2 separate regions of the Danio rerio genome follow, and region 1 is linked to region 2. A link is a contact called in public HiChIP or PLAC-seq data. All regions are on one chromosome and are shown on one strand. Each heading gives the region's core, a stretch centred on a gene start, on an enhancer-like site or on the middle of the called end of the contact. The rest is flanking DNA. Distances are from core to core; before and after follow the strand shown. Region 1 holds the start of slc18a3a (solute carrier family 18 member 3a). Region 2 holds the start of parga (poly (ADP-ribose) glycohydrolase a).

Region 1 (2,700 bases), core at 100-2,599, 130 kb after region 2:
CACAATGCACGAGCTGGCACCAATGATGACCATGCCAAGTGCACCATAAAACCACTGCAAGTGTGGATACTTTGCTGCCAGCTTGACAGTGAGATAAACGCCTAATATGTGAGGGAAGAAGGCTGGCAGCCAGGTGATCCCGATCTGCCATTGGGATGCATTCATGGTCTCTTCCATCCAGTTTGCGATGGTGGGCTCCAGAAAAGCAAGGGGAATGTTACATGTGGTCAAAGCTCCTGCCACGACCGCTATGTACGGGTCGATCATTAGTTTGTAAATTGGGGTGCCGACCGGCATGTTCTCTCTAGTCCTACTGGAAAAGGGCTTGAGCACAGTCAGGCATAGTATACCGTCTGCCAAACACACACATGCGAGCGCAATGAACGGGAAGCGTTTGCCCGCGAACTCATACAGTACCCCTCCAAACGGGGGAGCCGCCAGGCTTCCGAAGGAGATGAAGGCGAGGGCAATGCCCAGCGCGCGACTCCTCTCCGACTCCTCCGCGTACTTGTCCGCGATCATGGCAATTCCTGAAGTGTCTGCGAACGCCGAGCCGAGCCCTTGCAGACTGCGCGCCATGAACAGGGTCGCGTAGTTCTCGGCGAAGGCAAAAATGCACGTTGAGACGAACATGATACTGAGTCCAATTAAAAGTGGGATGTCGTAGCCGACTCGGTCTATGAAAGTTCCAGTCAAAGGATTGACAAGGAGCTGCAAAATGGCTTTTGAAGCGAAAAGCACGCCGATCTGCAGGTCAAAGTTCTCGTTTTGCGTGATGTTAATTGAGGAATTACCTTTTACATGCGCCTGCTCCGATTCGCTCTCTAAGTGCGCTAAGTAGTCGGGCACAATTGGCACGATGACCATGTAAAGCATATTGTCTAGCAGAAGTGCCACGCACACAATGACTAGAATAATCCTTCTTTGTCGCTCGGGGTCCTGGATCGCATTTCCTAACTGTTTAGTTCTTTCCCCCATCTCCGAAAGTTTAACGGCGGCGGTTTGCGCCAAGCCACCTGATTCCTCCGTAGCCATGATCCACACACTTTGGTCGCTTCAGGAAAAATGCTCTTAACTCGCTTCTACGCTGTGCTTCTCTCCCCGAGAAAGTCTGCGCGCACCGGGTTGCCCAGCACTCACTGAATAGTGAAGCCTCGGCGCGCAGAGCAACTTTTCCTGCTTTACCTTGCAGTCCTTCTTTGCGCGTGCATTTCCTCTCTCGCGACTGCTGCCACGCAGTGTTGTTTCATCGTATTCGGGTCAAAAACTCACAGTCAGGTCAAAAAATAGCCTTCTCGCTTTCCCTCCTTCTTCACGCTGTCATTGTGGCTGGACGCGCGGAGCCTGAATGAGCGTCAATGGATGAATTCACCTGTAGCGCAGTGTCATCATTTCCCCTCAGCCGTCTTCTTATTGATGCCACCCAATGCAGATGCGCTTACATGTTGATTCCATTGGAATCACTCCTCTCTTTTTTCCCAAGGATGTGATGCACTGTTTGCTGGCCCCTCAAGTGGTTCCCCCAACCAGCTGGGTCTTTTATGCTCATTTAACACGTCAAGCTCCTACCCAGTAACGCCAAGCCTTGCTTTATAACTTTCAGATATTGAGCGAGCTTCTGTAACTGCTTAGGACCACAAACCTTAAGTCATTGAGCTCGACAGATATGCTGACTGTGAGGAAGGTGTCTGCAAGTGGTGCTCAGTAAGACCTCACCGGCTGAATGAGAACTTATTGATTGCCGTTGTTTGTTTTGAAACGCCATACGCGATCATTTGTTTTAAGAAACACTTTGGACAGTTATGCTAAAAACTATTTTTACAGATAGGTTAGCTGTATTATTCTCCGATTGTGTTTTCACAATGATTTAGATTTCAGTTGGAAAGCAAAGGGGGAAGAAAAAGAAAAAGAAAAGTGTCCCACATACAGCGTGATCTACCTTTATAAGTGCTTATTTGAACTAAATTGTAGTAACTAAGCCGCGCAAGTATTAACGAGTTTAGTGTCTTATCAAATGCTTTTTATGATTAAGATTACATACTTTAAGGGATACTTCACCCAAAAATGACATTTTCTTTCATCATTGCCCCTCTCTTCACTTTAAAAACCTTCATACTTTAAAAAAGCTGAAAGCCTGTAACCATTGACATTCATTATTGTTTTTCCTACTAAAGAAGTCTGTGGTTACAGGTTTCAGCTTTTTTTTTATCCAAAATAACCTTTTAGTATCTAGCAGAATAAAGAAACTTTTATAAAGTTTAGAACCATTTGAGGGTGAGTAAATGTTCCTTTTTGGGTGAACTATCCATTTAGTTGTGTATAAACGCATTTTTAAAATGCGTTTTTTTAATGTGCAACATCTTAAATATCATTACAGGATAGCATATATTTTAGTATATATTATAATTAGCATTTTATTTATAGAGTAGCAATAATTTGCTTCACTTAATGTTATATTTATTGTGTTAAAACCATGGTGTGGTAATCAGTGGCGCTTATTGAATTTCAGCACCACCGCGCGCTGGACAGCTCCAAATCCTTTAAAGCAGAGATTGATCGGCCGTAAACGGGAGATTTGTCTTCAAGCATTCAAGGTAGCAGTGACAGGAATAAGCTTTGTCATTTTTAAAGATTTGTTTTCTTGCTGTTGACTGACAGGGATGCTAATGTGTGCTCTTGTTAACGCAAGTTGTGATCAGT
Region 2 (2,700 bases), core at 68-2,567:
TATTTAATATGTTAATTATGTTTTTGTCCACAGCAGACCGCAGCTCGCCGTGACGCAAATTCCCGAGTCTGTCTGCTCCAATGAGGTGAGCCCTCTTCAGCGCTCACCATGACAACGAGACATCAGTGACGTGTCTTGTAAAAATTTGCATCTGCATTCCTATAAAGGTTGTCGGTTCTCTCAGCGTTGTCAGTTCGCTCGGTGTTGCTGTTTGTACTTGACCAAGGTGAGTTCAGTACCGACGATACGAGTGGAGCCACGCCAATCTCACGAAGTCCGCTTCGTGAAGCTTCACTCGGGCCCATCTGTGCTGTAGTTCCTTGCGGTTTGTGTACTTAAACGCAATATCGCGAAGAACATTATGTGTTTGTTGCTCGAAATGTGCCGCCGAGCAACATCCAGTGAACACTGGCATGGCCTGGCGCCCGGTTTTCTCGTGCACATGACCAAGAGGCAAAACCAAAGAGCTTAGAATGACAAATAAATAAATAAATAAATAAATAAATAAACTTTGTTTCTTTTTGTTTTATTTGTCTTCTACAGCAATAAGTCATATAAGTCTGTTGAATGCATTTGTATGCAACATGGTTTGACAATACAGTAGTCTATCAAATAAATAGTTGTTATAAATGTACCTTCATTAGTCAACATTTGGTGTAGGTAATAAAAAGTTAATCAAATATGTCCTAAGATATAACGGTAATGTTAGCCTATAGTTGTTACATAACTGTATTTATTATTATTCTGTATGTTTAAAACTAGCAGATTTCCTATATATTTAACATGTCATAAACTTACTGTTATTCAAAAATTTGCTTAATAAAAGGTCCTAAGACAAGAAAGGGTATTGTTTTGGTTTTATATCAACCTATTGTAGGTTTTTAATGACTCAAATTAAGTAAAACGTCTCTTACTCAAGTACTTTTAGCATGCAAAAGTCAAATTTGAGTATATAAAATACAGTTTCCAACAAAAAAAAATTGTCTTGTGAAAATGACCAGTGTGGCGGTGAGAAAAAAAGTAAAGTCAAGTATATAATATATATATATATATATATATATATATATATATATATATATATATATATATATATATATATATATATATATATATATATATATATGTGTGTGTGTGTGTGTGTGTGTAATAGCTCAGATTAATTACAATTATACAGCGAGAAAAGAGGTAACGTTAAGTGTTAAACCAAAACGTCAAAAAAAATCACCAAAAAAAATTAAAGCTTTCACGTGACCAGAAACTATCCAATCAGCAGTAGCTCTACGACCCGGAACTGATGCCTTTCTCTGCACTCCTTTCAGTGTGTTTAATTTTTAGTGTGTGTTCTTCTTTCTGTTTTGATGGTGTGATAAATACGACACATCTTTGCATAAGTCGGCGCCGTTTTCCCGTCTGCTGGAAAAGAGCTCGAATATGTGTGTGAGCTGCACAACGACACGAAGACAAAGCAGAACAGGAGTGCAAGTATGATTGTTTGATTCGTGATCAAAGCGAGCAGACTGACAGTAAAGCAGCCTGACTGGTAGACTAATATCGGCCTGAAGTCTTGAAGCAGTATTTCTGATTTTCTAGCAATAATAATGGCGGTCACTTTTAATGTTTTAAAAATGTACGCGATTTTTTTTTTTTTTTTTGAGTGTGAAATTCAGCTACAGTCTGGAGATTTGTAGTTTAACGTTAACATCAGCTGTTATGATTTTTAATTTGGTTATGATTGTTATGATATCTTGAAACAAATATGTTAATCGGAAAGGTCTGACATATAATATTCTGAATTTATTTTTTAATCTAAAATGTATAACGTTATATTAATCTGGAAATCATCCAAACACTGACTTGGCTTTTGTTATCAGTTAGCTAGCTTAGCCTTTCACAACAACAGAATAAATCAACTGACTGTATACCTTTTTCAAATACATTGAGGTTCACCTTCTAAGTTTATTTCAGAAAAGTATTCTTAGCAAATTCAATTCGATTAAAGTCATATTAGCAATCATTGGTTTTCAAAAGATCAATATTGTTCACGGTTAATGTTGTCATACTTGCATGTCATTTCAGATCGAATATTCAAAGTAACAAATTGCCACTGTTAAAAAATGAACCAATGTGCGAATATAAAACCAACTTTACCCCAATTTTAAATATGCATGTCTTGATATAAAACATTCCAGTGTCATATGCAATGATCATGCTTTTAAGGGTATGTAAAGTTATGGAATTTGCTTCCTATATCGTTTACCATGGTACTTTGAATATTTGTTAAATACGACTTTAAAACATTAGCACTATTTAATTGATTGTGAACATCAATGTTGTTCTTTGATAGTCTTTGGCTGCGAATATGATTTTACTGTGCAAGGTATACTTTTCAAAAACAACACTATTAAGGAGAAAGTCTGAATGTGCAAATATAAAACCAACTTTACCCCGATTGCTTCTCTTTTTATTGTTGTAGAAAATAACTTTGGAATGTCAGAATTCTTGTTTTGTAACAATCCTTTCGTTTCTAGAAGATATTAGTTGTAGATTTCTTTTCCTGCAGAAATGAGTAACTAACTTTTATTTTTCACTTTTAAGTTTCATTTCTAAGTTTCACTTTTGTTTTTCACAGCAAGCAGTCTGGCAGACAGTGTATTTACGGTGAATATGGATTCATGTAATACAGAACCTAAGAGGTAAATT

Evidence for each region. HiChIP or PLAC-seq counts read pairs in DNA pulled down with a chosen protein or histone mark.
Region 1: a contact with region 2 is called in an H3K4me3 HiChIP or PLAC-seq map of gastrula embryo, with 5 times the contacts expected there. The contact joins the promoter of slc18a3a here to the promoter of parga in region 2. A contact is called at or near these places in 3 of 18 Hi-C or Micro-C datasets (caudal fin, embryo and an unstated tissue) and 2 of 4 datasets of contacts at active chromatin or transcription factors (embryo and gastrula embryo).

The regions. Positions count from the first base shown.
Region 1 is chr13:32,811,818-32,814,517 of GRCz12tu, forward strand. slc18a3a (solute carrier family 18 member 3a) reads right to left here and starts at 1,350. Exons shown (of 1, transcript NM_001077550.1): 1 at 1-1,350. The coding sequence starts at 1,035.
Region 2 is chr13:32,679,241-32,681,940 of GRCz12tu, forward strand. It overlaps parga (poly (ADP-ribose) glycohydrolase a), which reads left to right and starts at 1,318. Exons shown (of 18, transcript XM_682449.7): 1 at 1,318-1,482; 2 at 2,630-2,693. The coding sequence starts at 2,665.